2 separate regions of the Pan troglodytes genome follow, and region 2 is linked to region 1. The links are chromatin contacts, called in public Hi-C maps. All regions are on one chromosome and are shown on one strand. Each heading gives the region's core, a stretch centred on a gene start, on an enhancer-like site or on the middle of the called end of the contact. The rest is flanking DNA. Distances are from core to core; before and after follow the strand shown. Region 1 holds the start of SIX6 (SIX homeobox 6). Region 2 has its middle 11 kb from the start of SIX1.

The links. Hi-C and Micro-C count contacts between places; a contact is called where the count stands out from the background.
Region 2: a contact with region 1 is called in a Hi-C map of induced pluripotent stem cells, with 2.9 times the contacts expected there. The contact joins the enhancer-like site here to the promoter of SIX6 in region 1. A contact is called at or near these places in 2 of 7 Hi-C or Micro-C datasets (both in induced pluripotent stem cells).

What each region holds. Positions count from the first base shown.
Region 1 is chr15:58,504,595-58,512,161 of NHGRI_mPanTro3-v2.0_pri, forward strand. It overlaps SIX6 (SIX homeobox 6), which reads left to right and starts at 2,284. Exons shown (of 2, transcript XM_522870.8): 1 at 2,284-3,141; 2 at 4,255-4,977. The coding sequence starts at 2,570. The coding sequence ends at 4,423.
Region 2 is chr15:58,635,382-58,643,007 of NHGRI_mPanTro3-v2.0_pri, forward strand. No RefSeq gene overlaps it. Among named protein-coding and RNA genes, the nearest start is that of SIX1, 11 kb to the right of the region's middle. Within about 2 kb of position 3,255, at least 6 of the 24 cell types and tissues checked have an H3K27ac peak or open chromatin away from gene starts, as enhancers often do. A contact at or near this core is called in induced pluripotent stem cells, where this site is marked.

The DNA.
Region 1 (7,567 bases), core at 1,034-3,533:
GCCCTCATCTAATTATTTGCAGAACTATTATCCAAGAAATGGGCCATGGGATAAATATTCCCATTTCCTGGATGGGGCCCCTAGACTGTCCACTTGCTCACAAAGATTAAGGGTAAGAAACCAGCTCTCCCCGAATGTGCCGCTTCCAAACTGTTCAGCAAAAGGGCGAGGGAGACGTGTGGTCTCCTGGGGCATGGACAACCTCTCCCACCTCAGCAGCTAGGCGCTGGGATCGGGGTCGGCTCTCGGCTCGGCTCGCGGGCTGTAAGGTCTCCGCGGACCCCACCGCCTCTTCTGCGCGCTAAGGGTGAGCGCCAAGCAATTTCGCGAGCAATAGCCGGCAGAGTAACCATCCCGAGAGGGAAAATAAACCTCTGCAAACTGGAGCAAGGGGGTGCTTTCCTTCCCTGGCCAGAAGCTCCGGGATCGCAGCCCTCCCGGGTCCGGCTTCATCCCTGCCCGGCCACCGAGGCCCTCTTTTTCTGCACCGCGGATTCTCCTCCGCCTGCGTGTTCGGGGCCCTTGTATGCGATGTTTCTTTCTAAAAGTTGTCCTTCCGGCTGATTCGGAAGTCGCTCCAAGGGAAAGAAGGTTTATGCTTTGTCATTATCTTCATCGCCCTCTTTATTTTGCCCCTGCCTTGTCGTATTTCAAGAAAATGAACTCTTAGAAAAGAAAGCCTCTCCGTTGAGGCGGTTGACAATCTCACAGAAATGATGTAAATGGTTTCAGGGCTTTTTTCTTCCCCTCTGCTATTTTTTTCGAGTGAACTGTGAAGATCTGTGAAAATAATATCAGGGTTTTCCGTCAGAACGAGCTTTGCCCTGCACTCAGGCGTGGCGTGATCTGACCCGACACCTCCAACCATCTGTGCTATCTATCTGCCTTCTGATTTACCAGATCTGTACAAGCCGCATACAAATTGTACTTGATACTAAAGAAAAGACAGTCGGGTCCAGTCCAGTTCGGCTGTGAACGTTCTCACCTGATTTCTGTCTAGGGATGGACTTCCCCAAAACGGTTTTCCTGGCGTTTTTGTTATACAGCCCCCTACCAGTTATTTTCTTCAAACTAAACAAACCCCTACCACAGGCCCAGATGAGATCATGGTTTCTTTGACCCAGGCCTCAGAAAATGGTATGATGTGAACTGCCAATTGGGAATCAATAAAAGTTGCCAATTCACTCTACTAGCCCAAAGTCAGAGCCACCAAGCCACTCCTTCCTCACTACAAGAGGGGTCAATGATCAGCGGCTTAGGAAGTGCTTTCTGGGCCCCTGCATTGTTGTGGATGCCCTTCTGTATTGTATTTTTACTGAATTGTTTTTGAGCTAAAATGCCAAGGTTAGAGTTGTTATCCCCAGCTCAAGAGGTATAAGTTCTAACACAAGGTAGGGGCAAAATAAGCCTGCAAGGAAAGGAGTTAAGTCGATATTTTTAAAAAGATCTAGGAAATAAGCTTTTAAGTTGCTGTCCTGACCTACCAATGACTTCTCGGCTCTAGATGTGGCTATGCTGCACTTTGTTCAAGTCCATTAAACTGGGGGAGGGGGAGAAAGTATATTTCTCCCCCTTTATTTGGAGGTCCCTACAGCCCACCCTTCTTTTCTTAAAGTGTCTGACTTCGTGGTCTGCATCTGCGTTATCAGACGTGAACATGTCCTTGTTGGCATTTAAAATTATTTTAGTGGGCTTTGAAGGGAGTAAGGCTAGAGTTCAAACTGACCTCTTCTACAGATCCCTGGTCCTGTTCCTGCTGCTCCAGATTTGCTTCCCACTCAGCTGCTTTGGCAACTGGAAAGGGGAAGAGGGAGGCATGCAGAGATGGGTACTTGGGAAAAAATGAGAAGATCGCTTTCCCCCACCGGCTTCCTGCTCCCACCGCAAGGTTTGCTGTTTCGTTACAACTAAACTTGCGAATTCTCGGAGCATTTCAGTTTGGCCCAGTCCTCTTTGTCCTCTGGAGACCTCTCGACCGAGACAACGCATCGCCCCAAAGTGAATTCCTGAATTCCTGTGGCATCACTGCCTCTTTGGTGGGAAAAAGGGAGGGAGGGGTAGAGCGGGGTGGGGGAGGGAGGAGTAGTGAACGCTGCCGCACTCGCCTCTCTTTTTCTCCCAGACACTCGCCTGTCTTTTCAACCTCCAGGTTCTGCAAAATACTGAAGAAAAGTCCAGGGGCTAACGGCGGGCGCTGTCGAGCACGGGGAGGTGCTGAAATAGTCCTGGCGTGCTGATCCAAGCTTTGATTGGCAGAGCCAGCCGGTGACTGACAGGGGGTCTCCATGGCGCCCGCGCCGCCAATCCGCCCACCCCAATAGCGGAGCCAGCTCGCCTGCCTGCGTGCCTGAGCCGAGCCGAGCCCGAACCCCAAGCCGCGCAGCCAGCACCTCCTCCAGTCGGGGTCGCCCGCTCCCGGCCGTTGAGCCACCGCCGCCACCCGGTAGTGTGTCCCGCTGCCCCAATCCGCCTCATCAACAAGCGCCTGGCACACTCAGCCAGGCCCGCGGGCATCTGCTGCGTGTCCCGCTCCGGGCTCAGTGCCCTCGCCGCCGCCGGCACTGCCTCGATGTTCCAGCTGCCCATCTTGAATTTCAGCCCCCAGCAAGTGGCCGGGGTATGTGAGACCCTGGAAGAGAGCGGCGATGTGGAGCGCCTGGGTCGCTTCCTCTGGTCGCTGCCCGTGGCCCCTGCGGCCTGCGAGGCCCTCAACAAGAATGAGTCGGTGCTACGCGCACGAGCCATCGTGGCCTTTCACGGTGGCAACTACCGCGAGCTCTATCATATCCTGGAAAACCACAAGTTCACCAAGGAGTCGCACGCCAAGCTGCAGGCGCTGTGGCTTGAAGCACACTACCAGGAGGCTGAGAAGCTGCGTGGAAGGCCCCTGGGACCTGTGGACAAGTACCGAGTAAGGAAGAAGTTCCCGCTGCCGCGCACCATTTGGGACGGCGAACAGAAGACACACTGCTTCAAGGAGCGCACGCGGCACCTGCTACGCGAGTGGTACCTGCAGGATCCATACCCTAACCCCAGCAAAAAGCGTGAGCTCGCCCAGGCAACCGGACTGACCCCTACGCAGGTGGGCAACTGGTTCAAAAACCGCCGACAAAGGGACCGAGCGGCTGCAGCCAAGAACAGGTCGGTACCTAGAGGCCTCCGCGCTTTGAGCGCACCGGGGAGGAGGCGGATGGAGGCACCTCTGGCGCCCTTACCCAGTCCCTGGCGACTCCAATTCAGCAGGAGTTGGGAGCGCGGTCTGTCTCGGGTTAAGAGCCCTGCGTTCTGGGCTCCTGGCCGGGAGTTCCCTTGCCGGCTCTGCTTCCCCACCCGCTGGCTCCCCACGCCTGCGGGCAGCTGCAGCAGCTGGTCCCGGCCACCAAACCAAGGCTTCACTGGGACGGAGAGGGGAAGAGAAATAAAAAATTAAAATCCTACAAACCGTTAGGGACCCCAAGACCCAAAGCTAATTCTTGTCAGCCTGGGCACAGGCTCCTACTATTAATCGAAGCCTGGCTTATTAGCAATGTGTCGGTTTCATGTTAATTATCATTTTCAAAGCCCAGGTATATCCCTCCCTAATGCTTTGAAAACAGTTTTCAATGGACTTTTGAGAAATGGGAAGTCGAGTTTTCCTCTTCCCATGCGCTGCCTGCCACTCTTGTCTCAAAACAGCAAACTAGTCCGTGGGCCGAGGCTTTTCGTTTCCCGGAGTGTGGATCTCGATTAGCCAAACATTTTGCGGAAAAGCCCGGCCTCATCCCCCAGGCCCAAATGCTCCTTACAATCCTTTTTGCCTTTAGGTCGGGCCGACCCGATCCAACGCGATCGCGGGAGCACTTGCTCAGGCGTAAGCCCCAGGCAGACGCACCGTTAGAAATGGTATCCCATGTCCCTGGGACCGATCTGTCCTTGTCACCCATGCTTCGTTTATTTCCTGACAGTCCTGTAAATCTCCCAAAAGTGCACAACAAACAGGGAGGACACTGCAAGCCCAGTATATAAAAGACCTGGGAGCTGCGGCGCTGAGAAAGGGCGCGAATCATGGTGGGGCACAACGGTAGGGACCCGCGGAGGGGCGGCCGCGGACTCCTGCCCGACCTCTGTCGCCTTGCCGAGTAATCCTCGCCTTAAGTGCTGGGGTCTTCGGAAGAACCTCTAGCCGCCGGGCTGGAGGGACGCAGGAGGTGGTGGGGGCGGGCGACGGGCGGCTGTGTTACGAGCTGTGACCCGTGTTCCCTTTCTTCCCCGTAGACTCCAGCAGCAGGTCCTGTCACAGGGTTCCGGGCGGGCACTACGGGCGGAGGGCGACGGCACGCCAGAGGTGCTGGGCGTCGCCACCAGCCCGGCCGCCAGTCTATCCAGCAAGGCGGCCACTTCAGCCATCTCCATCACGTCCAGCGACAGCGAGTGCGACATCTGAGTTGCCCATCCAGGATGCTCAGAAGCAGATTCCAGTGTAAAAATGAGAAAAACAAAATGAAAGAGGGAAAGAAGATGAGAGACCTGCAAATCCAGCGCCAGAGAAGCCAGGTGACCAGGGACCCGCGGGCTCGGGTTGCCGTTTCCCGCGCCACCCCGCGGCCGGCCTGGCTCCACTGGCGCCCTTTGGCCGCGACCACGGGAACCAGCGGTGAGGCCTGACCCAGCACCACGTTCTTCTTGCTTTGCTTTTTCCTAAGGATTTTGCTGCAAAGTCGCCTTCGGAACCCGAACTGCAAGCTGAGCGCCTGCCCAGATTCTCCCATGGGTATTTCACGTCGAAAGGACGCTGTTACATATGTATAACTTTCGCTTTAAAGTTTTTTTTTTTTAACAAAACATATATATGCTGTTTATTTACTTATTTAAGAGACCGCCATGGTAGGTTTCTCTGTAGCTTGGGGAACTTGCTGTTTCTAAACATGCAGGCTGGTGGTGATGGGTTCTGTGTGGAGAAGCCAAACAATAAAACAACCTAGTGGGCAACCTTCTTAATTAAGGGAGCTGCTCTCAGATTCCTTTTCTTCTTAGTATTATTAATATCATTCCCTTCACCAGGCATACAGGGACCCTTGAGCAAATGGTCTCCAGAAGGTCTTACCTATATATCTTTTGCCTTCTTTGGTGCTTCCTGGTATATGTTTTAAACAACCTATGGTAGGTCTATAACCACCTCCCACGTCAAATTACACGTATGTGCATATATGTATGTACCTATACAAACATATGTATGTATGCATACACGTGATATATTTAAGGCTAGAAATTGGCAACATGTGAGCGTCCTCTCTAAGGCAAGTCCCCGCATCCCCAGCACAGGTAATTATGGCTTGTCCACTTGACACTCGTTTACATGAAGTGTCAACAGCTTTTAGGAGCAATTTAGGAAGCCAAACTCTGGGACTCAATAAGTGAGTCCTATTTTCTAAAAATGCAAAACTATCCTGACTCAGGCTCTGCAGCAAGAAAGGCTTTCTGTCTCCTTCGAGGCCCCCTCCAATACAAAAGCAGCAGGCACCCATGATCATGCTAGAGTGAGCATATACTGCATTTAGGATTGAGCTATTATTAAAATAAGACAAAAGATGATAGAAGAGGTTGTAAATAATTAGACTAACATCTTCTTGCTGCAGAATTTGGTTTTAATCAAATGAATGGTTTTTAACAAGAGGGATACTGAGATGGGGGAAAGGATGTAATCATGTCACATACTGAGGGTAAAACAAGGCTGTAGAAATAACTGGCATTTTAAAAACCTAATCTCCGACTTAAGCATAGAACAAGTCATCAAGGGCCTCATTGTCCTGGTAATGGCCTCGATTAAAACATAAAATATTTTTAGCATTTAATTTTTCCTCGTGCACATGCATGTATGCACCTACACATGAACAAATGCATGCATATACAACGCAAAAACATCTACCATCTTTGCACTAAGAAAATAAATGCTAGCCAGAGTCTCTAATTTTGTTCCTAGTGAAACAGATTGCATATTATAAAATTTGACATTGATCTTTAAATCACTTGAGCTGACTTCCCTCTTTACTCTCCCCATCCCCCAATTACAGCCTTTTCCATTTGCCTTTCTGTCCTTAGAAGATGTTCTTTGGATCAGAAGCCTGCTAACTTCTTTAGGCAGAAGTGCCAAAGTGCAAACCAAACAAAAATAAGTGAAGTCATGGAAGACAAAAAGCAGCCAAACGGCAAGATAGACAATGGAAGCCCAGGACAGAGTAAGGGTTGATTTTTGGTTTCTAAATCGCTTGAATAGATTTGGCTCATTTGGGCTTTATAAATGTTGTCCTTGTGTATGGTGGCCCTTATCCAGAGAATTCTTGAAAATCAAAACTCTCTTGCACAAGAGCTTTACATGGAAGGAGTGGGTAAGTTTTCGTGATAAAACTGGTGTTCTTTCCAAAAGCAAGCAAAAGCCCTCCTGTGGGTCCTGAAAGGCTCCCATTGTAGAGCTTCCTCAGTACTTAATTTTGTTTCCTAGAGCCCCAGGTAGTTCCTAGAATGCCAACGAGGGGCTGTCGAGGACTAGAGTGAGGCCAGGAGGGGACTCACTGTCAAGGTTATGCAAGTGCAGCAAGTGCAAGGCACATGAGATTGAGTGCCTCCTTAAATTTTGCACTCTAAGTGCCTCCTTTGCCTCATCCTAGTCCTTAATCTGACAAGGAGTAGCCACGGATATCCACTCTTGTTCCCCAGCCCCACCCTACCCTAGCTATGGGGCTGTCCAGAACCAGTGTTTGGAGAAGTTTGTTGGCAAATTTTCTCTTAAGTTTATGCTTCCAAGTCCGAGAGGGATGGGAAATAACTAATTAGTGGAATAATGTAAAAGAATTTGAGATTCTAAAAATCCCACTCCACCCACCCCTTCAAATGATACCTAAAAGCAGAAGAAAATGTCCATTCCACAGTGTCAAGAAAATAGGTTAACTAAGAAACTAAGCTTTCTCTTTACAAAATAATTTTTAAGTGACAGTTTATTGCTTGGACAAAAAGAGAAGACCAAACAGTGATGGAGCATTTTTAATTCCTGCTTTGACAAAAGCCTTTAAACTACAGCTACCATTTACTTAAATTAACAAGCTGCCTACATTTTAAAGTAGCTATTCTGTTTCAACAATCTGGAGATTTATTTATTTAATTTCACTTTAGAATCTTAAGGGGGTGACACATTACTTGTAAGATTTTTTTAAATGTTTATCTGTAATGTGATGGCACCTAATTGCCTCTGTGAATAACCAATTCTTTGGTGACCACATGTTGGAAATTAGTCCAGATCTTCACAGAGATTTATTTTATTTTAATCTTTCCAATCTTCCCAAGGACATTTAAAGGGTTTCTTTTTAAGACTTCTTCCATATCAGCTTCATTCTGGTCTTCAGGGTTTTGGGGGGAAAAAAATCCAGGTAATGGCAAGGCTGAAGGTTTCTGAATTTGGCAAAATCTCTATATAATGGGTTTCCTTCCTTTCTTTTCCTGCAATTCTTCTGTCACAATTTCCCAAAAAGCAGCTACTCCAGCAGAGTGGAAAGAGCATTTTTATATTAAATATTTCAACGGACCTGACCAATGT
Region 2 (7,626 bases), core at 2,005-4,504, 130 kb after region 1:
TCTTAAAAGTGATGGACCTGAAGTTTCACTTTATCTTCTATCCATTTCTGTGTACGGATTACATTTAAATCTTTGCTTTGCAAATAAAAGTAGTATTAGAACATGCATTTGCCAAAAATATGTGTGTAAACAAGTGTAATTTTGCGGCATAAAGCAGAGTATAAATATATAACAAGTCTTTAGGTAAATTATTAAACATGCATCTGCTGTTTCCAGCTCTACTTCAAGGAATTTGTGAGTGTAATACATAATTTTTTTTTTTTTTGAGATGGAGTTTTGCTTTTGTTGCCCAGGCTGGAGTGCAATGGCATGATCTCAGCTGACTGCAACTTCCGCCTCCCAGGTTCAAGCGATTCTCCTGCCTCAGCCTCCCAAGTAGCTGGAATTACAGGCTGAGATGGGTGGATTACCTGAGGTCAGGAGTTCAAGACCAGAATTTTTTTTTATTATTATACTTTAAGTTTTAGGGTACATGTGCACAATGTGCAGGTTTGTTACATATGTATACATGTGCCATGTTGGTGTGCTGCACCCATTAACTTGTCATTTACATTAGGTATATCTCTTAATGCTATCCCTCCCCCCTCCCCCCACCCCAGAATTTTTTAAACAAACAAACAAACAAAAAGTGTTCAACTCTTTCTGAGCCTATATGGTGATTGACTACAAATTGATTAACTTCTCTAAATTTAAAATTTAAACATACACAGTTTTTAGTTGGCCAGGATACTTTTGAAGAAAATAAAGATGATGGAAGAACATGTAGTGTTAAACAACTAAATAAAAAATGCTTTTCCAGGCCAGGCTCAGTGGCTCATGCCTGTAATTCCAGCACTTTGGGAGACTGAGGCAGAGGATTGCTTGATTCCAGGAGTTCAAGACCAGCCTGGACAACATAGTAAGACCTCATCTCTACAAAAAATAAAAATAAAAAACAAAATTAGCCACGCATGTAGTCCTAGCTACTTAGGAGGCTGAGGTGGGAGGACCATTTGAGCCTGTGAGCTCAAGGCTGCAGCAAGCCGTGATTGTGCCACTGCAGCAAGCCATGATCGTGCCACTACACTCTAGCCTAAGCAACAGAGTGAGAGCCTGTCAAAAAAAAAAAAAATCTTTCCAGTAGTAATAACAGTGAAATAACTGTGAAGGGATTGCAGTGCATGAGGATCCATCCTTAAAAACACCTACCACAGGCATACTCCACCTACTCTCTAGGTTTCATATCTACTTGTGCTGGGGTTGTTCCTCCTGCCAATAGTTCTCTGGTTCTACCACTGCATCATTCTAGGGAGAAACAGTCTCCTTCCTGTTCCTCTCTCCCCGCTCCCACTTTTACCCAAGAAAATTTCAGCTATGCATTTTGCTTTCAATAATACCTGAATGAGAAAGTCCTTGAAATAAGAGAAGGATGTATTATATGTCAAAATGAGCTATTCATCCCTGGTGATCATTAGAGTGTCACAAGAGAAGAAATGTACCCAGGAGGGTCTTGCAAAATTTCAACTCTGGGAATTGTGTTCTATCTAAAGACTCTCCATCATTTCAGCAGCCCATTCATTTACTCAAAAATATTTATCAGGTGCCATTATATCCAGCACTGTGTTAACATCAGCAAGACATTAAATCTTAAAAGTAGTTTCTTATTCTACACTTATGTTGACACATTTAGGTGGGGCCTTAAATTCTCTACTCAGCTAAATGCTTTAGTTCTCTTCTAAGTAATTTATCATTTTCCGTCACATTTAAGTGGGTTTTATTTTTTATCAATAGAATTCTACCATATATAATGACATTTACGTAAAAGTTCAAATCATGAGAAATAGCGATAGCAAAATCCAAGCATTACAGATTTAAATATTCTTCCGGAATTAAATTACTGGAGTTAAACTTCTAGATTCCAGATTCACAGTTTCAAGAAATAAATTTCAGCTTTGACTACCCTCGAAGTCTAATCAAGCCCTATGTCTTCATAGAATAACTTGCGTTTCTTTTCGTGATCCAGAAAAGGAGGAAATGGCCATAATCTGCCCTCACTACAAACTCTAGCATCACGGGAATTTTCCCAGGCGGCTTTGTGGCAGTCTAAGGAGGCTCCAAGCATGTTATAACTGCTATTCATTTAACGTCTATTGTGCCAAGCACTTTACATTCAAGACTTTGGCTAATTTTAAGCTTCCCTTGCAGTCTAAATATTGTAGTTCCTATTTTCCCGAAGAGGAAATCGAGGCTCAGAGATGTTAGTTAACTTGACTCAAACCAATGCAATTTGTGTGTGCCAGCGATGCATCTGTGACATTGCCCCATCAATTCTCTCCACAATGTGTTTGTACGTTTAAGAAAGAAAAAACAATCATCCGTGAAGGTTGAGGAGAGAGATGGGGGTTGATAATGTTGTCTGAGAAAGATTTCTGAACACAAGGGGAAATTTAAAAAGAAAATTCTGTAACAAAACAAACCAGTCGCAGCTGTTTGGGTTAAGGGGGAAAACTCGCCTTGAGGGGTCCTGGGTATACTTCCTCCTATCTACGGCTAGGCTGCGCCTGCATCAGGCGTGGTGATTGGCAGGCGCCTACGGCCCACGCAGAGATGGCCGCGTGGGGGTCGGAGCGCCAACTTCTCAGCTCCCCTTCTCCCATGACCCTCACCCTCCACACCATCTTCAGCCGCCCACTGGGAGCTTCCTCCACCCCTACCCCCCAGTGCCGGCGAGGCCCCCTGGCAGATGGAAGCTGCTGACTGATGGGGGCTGCCGAGCGCGAGGGAGCTGAGTGAGGCCCTTGCGCCCTAGGCGGTTGCACCCCGGACCCCTGCAGCTGTGGACGCCGGAGCTGTGCGCAGTCATCCTGAGCCAGCCCGCGGGGCCCGATCGGAAGGGACGCCTCTCCTAAGAGCTGGCCTGGAGTCCTGGAGCCTCCAAGCGGGCAAGTAGGGGCCGCAAAGGCTGGGCTGGGCCTCCGCTGAGGCCCTCGGGGTCCTCTGGGCCCTCATGGCCTGGAGGCCGCGCGGCCCAAGCCCCTAGAGCAGAGGCCGCGCTAGCCTGCAGGGGTCGGCGCAGGGCCGGAGGCAGCGGCTTTTCCTTCCCACTCCGGGTTGACCCTAAAGACACGATTTAACGTGGCGGCGGCAGCTGCCCACGCTGTCTGGAGGAGCAGGGCGCCTGGGATGCGGCGGCGAAGCTGGCCCGGAGGGGGGCCCAGGCCTCACGCGCCCGGCTTTCTCCCAGCTCTCCTCCTCCTCCTTCTCGGGCTCAGAAAGCCTTCCAGCCGCGGCCCCAGCCCTCCCCCCAGACTGTGCTGGGCTCCGCTTTCCCTCCATCAACTCCAAGCCGAATTCAATCCGAGAAGGCTCCTTTGAGCTTTTGTGTTTGCTGGGGGAGATGTGGGCGCAGGAGGGATCGCGTTACAACTTTCATTTCCTGAAATGTTTGAGGGAACATCCAGGGTTTTTATCCCCACATCAGGCCGGGCGATGGGCTCGAGTTTCAGGCCTTGTCACTCAGCTGTCACCAAACAAACGAAGCTCTCAGAGCCCAGGAGAGGGAGAGCTACCTGCTATTCATGACCCCTGGAGCAGGTGATCGCTCATGGGAAAAACAGGTAGAATTAATCATAGGACTGTTCTCTGTTTCCTCTCCTTTTTGGCAGACCTGCCCACAGTGCGAAACCTATCAGCAAACAAATTAACTCTTTCTTGTCACCCAGGGGAACTAAAAATACGGTTTTAGAAAATAACTAAAACACACACGTTTCTCACCAAATGACAAAATGGGAGTTGGAAGGAACATCTTACATCCCGCCCTACCTTGCAATTTCTTAGTTTGTGGGATTCTCATCTTGGTAGGATTTAGAACTTGGGGAAACTGGTAGAGAATGAGGCATTCTGATGTTACCTGGTCCTACTACTGGATGGAGCCCCAGGTGTGGTCCCTGAACTCAGGTAGATTTCAACATCTCCTTCTTGGCTGGGTGTCAATGCAGTTGGGCTTGATCCTACTAAAACAGAAAATCTCTACTCCAACAGGAATTTCTAAGAAATTTCTGTAAATTAGTGTTTTGCTTCCCCCAGCCTCTTCCCTAAGTCAATCATGTTGAGCATCCATGTTGGCTTCTGTGTTAGAAAATCCAAATGCTTTTGAAATCTCCCCATTCATTTCAATTCTAACTTAATCCTAACAGTTTTTTTTTAAAAATTACTTCTTGCCTTAGTTGAACTAAGAAAGTTCAGCATACTGGCGTTGTTTTTGTAGATACTGTTTAATGGCTACTTATTAAATATTACAATACAAATTTCAAAGTGTATCTTTATTTTGTTTAGTTCTACTTTTCCCTTTTTTACATCTCTTTCCCTTCCCTAGAAAATAAAAATAAAGAAAGAAAGAAAAAGAGGAAATTCATCTGGACTTGCTTCTAAGATATATTGATACTGGAAAAGTTAGGCAAGATGGCTTGGGAATCTTCAACCAGACTGATTTTTTTTTTTTAAGTAGAAATATGGTAAGGGGCCAGTATTGTCATTCTGCCTTTCAGTTCTTCCATAAAAGTTGTGTGTGTGTGTGTGTGTGTGTGTGTGTGTGTGTGTGTGAGAGAGAGAGAGACAGACAGACAGAGAGAGGAATCAGGAGATATACTGTATGTAAAATAATCCTCCTGGTCCTCTTCATGAAGATTTTGTCTGTTTATTTTTAAAATAGCCATTGGTTCCAGATTCCCAGAGCTGATTTTCTTAGATTAGCTATTTGTACTCAGAGGTAGAGCCCTGAGCAATATTATTCTTCAATTAAAATCAAGAACTTGACTTTAGGAGGAAGCATGTTATGTTTATATAACATCTGCAATGCATAGAAAATATTCACCACACATATCTGAAGACAAAGCTTCAATTGTTTAAATGTTCTTTTCACTTCATAGATACTAAGGCATGTTGATCTTCTATCGAGCTTAATTTTTTAAAAAGCTTGTTACCTACTTTCATCTCCAAGGCATTTTAAATAAATACAGAGCTAATGCTGTCTTCCTTGTAACTACCTCCTTGATTTAAAGGTAAAATTACCTTTTGTAAAGTATTGCAGGCTGCCATCTCACCCTCATACATGTGCATTTTCTCTACAAGCACTCCACCAAGTCCCCACCACTACCAGTCCCCACCACTATCACAGGCAAAAGTGCTGCAAAAGTTAAGAGGAATATGACTGCATACCGAGTTTAATATAATAGCTGTGTGAAGGCCAACACAAAATGTCACAATTACGTGGGTTTGGTTTGGTTTGTTGGCTCTTTTGGGGGGTGGAAGGGAAGAGGTAAGGAGGTGTTCACAATCCCATTGTCTTTTCCTGGTATTTAGACTATTTGGAAAACTGGCAACTCAAATTAAAACTGAAGTATTGCAAAGCAACTAAAGTTTTTCCTTGAGGGGGAAAAAAAGGAGAGTAGTTAAGTTTGTAAAAACACTTAATAACAAGAAAAGAACATCTAGAAGGTTGATTTTACAGGCATCCTGGCTGGCATCTGCAGATTTTCTATCAAGGATGTCTATGAAATGTTCTTTAACATTTCAATATTCTTTAAGAATCCTGACACTTAATGGCTTATGTCAGTAAAAATATGTAGTCTAGACTGTTTTTTCCCCCCTTTAATATCCCACATGCATATCAGCTCAGGTCTTAAACCACCACCAACCCCCCACTGCTCCCCTCCCCCCACCACCAAAGAATGTTTCTACTGTAAATAAGTCATGGCATTTTAAAACCAATAATCAATTTTAAATCACTAATTAAAATAAATTATATAGAAACTTAAAGTAAATTTGCCTTGTGTTAATCCACGAGTGTTTCTACTTGGGTCTACTTATGTCAGTCTCATAAAACACTGATCTTCTAAGTTAGCATGGAAAGGACAGGGGACCAGATGAAGGGAGGTGGTATACATTTCCATGCCTTATTATAGTAACTAATTTCCATGCCTTATTATAGTAAGCAAAGAGCCAGAGTCTCTCTGTCTACTTATTTATCTTTTTAATGGCAACCACTAATGGCAGTAAAGAAGGGAGAGTACCCAATATCACCTAACCATACTTTAATTACAGTTGGGTAGCCACTTCAGGTAAGCTTAAGTATGTGTTAAATCTGAAGTTAACTGTTTTCTCTTTCCAAGATAAGATTGTTTGAGTTTTGGGTTTTAGGTTTTTGCTTGTTCCTCCATTTTTCTGTTTAATCACAAAAAAAAGAATGTTATTTCAAGAATATTTAACATCTGGCAAAGGAAAACAGTGAGCACTCTCCCGAAAGGAGAGGGAGGAGGGAAGATTCTCAGGTAGCAAAGCGGGAGGGAGCAAACCTTAAGGTGATGGGTTGGACTCTACCTGCTGAGAACTGGGGTCTCAGCTGTCCATTAACAAGTTAAAAGGCGAGAAACTTAAACTCCATTGGAGAAGAGACAGGCGTCCACGCGCCTCAAGCAGTCTCTTTCTCTTTGTTTTTAAACGCTACTGCAGTGTTGTTTCTCGCTGTCTGAAAGGACCACAGCGTCTGAAACCCTGATTGTCATCCTCAGTGGGAGAACAGGTTTCCAATTTCATCAGCTGGACCCAAGTTGTGTGTGTGAGTACTTGGTTTAAAATATTAGAGAAAATGCAGCCTTTCCAGGGCAGCGCTTTTTCTGGGTAGACCAATAGCCAACAACTCGCCTATGATTTTGGCTATTTTTGTTCCTGGCTGGCTCACACCACTCGTATCTAACTCAACCCCTTTAGATACTCTTCCAGGTGGAATTATTGGATTCGGTCAGAATGGGGGAGGGGCCACTATGCCCTTAAGAGGCTCAGAAGTGCCTACCTGGCTAAGGTCGCGGAACACGCGTGCAGGCGATGAGACTGAGCCTTCGGGTCCCTCAGTGTGAATTGTCCATGGGGGCGAGGTGGGGACACACACTAGTGCGCTGGCTTCGGGCAGCTGAAGGAGGTAGTTTCCGAGAGTTTTTAGAGTCCCCTCCAAGGGAAAGCTTGGAAAAAAGAGAAATGGAGCGGAGAGAGCACGTGGGCTACCAGCGACCACCCTCACCTTAAACCTAACCCACCTGTCCCTGTCAACGCCACCCTAACAAATCAGGGCAGAAGGTGAGCCGCGACAGCCTGACCCGAAGCGCGCTGCAGACCTAGGCTGGTGCCTTCCCCTTGGGGCCAGGGCTGTGCGTGGGGGACAAGGCCGCTGCTCTCCCTAGGGCCGCTGGCTAAGAAGGAAATACCTGACCTGGCCCCACCAAGAAAGTGGAGCTCCTCCACCCCCAGTTCTGCTGGAGACACTAGAAGCCAGGGTCCCTCTCTCTGCCGCGGGAAGTTCTAGCGACAAGCCCAGAAAGTGACGCCCTCTCTACCTGGCACCCCTCCTCAGAGCGCGCGGGTGAAGAGTTTGGGACCGAAAACCAAAGCCAAGACCCCAGGAAGCGAAGAAGGAGACAGGAGGTGTCTGAAGCAAGAAGGGCACTGGAGAATCGGCAGCAGGGCCTAGGCCGCCTCCGAACCAGGATCCAAGGCCTGCGCCATCTGCCCTGTGCGGGAAGCGCGGGGCCTGGGAGCCAGGGAGCGCTCACACCTGCGGTCGGGCAGGAGGCGCAACGCGCTGCCAGGGCGGCT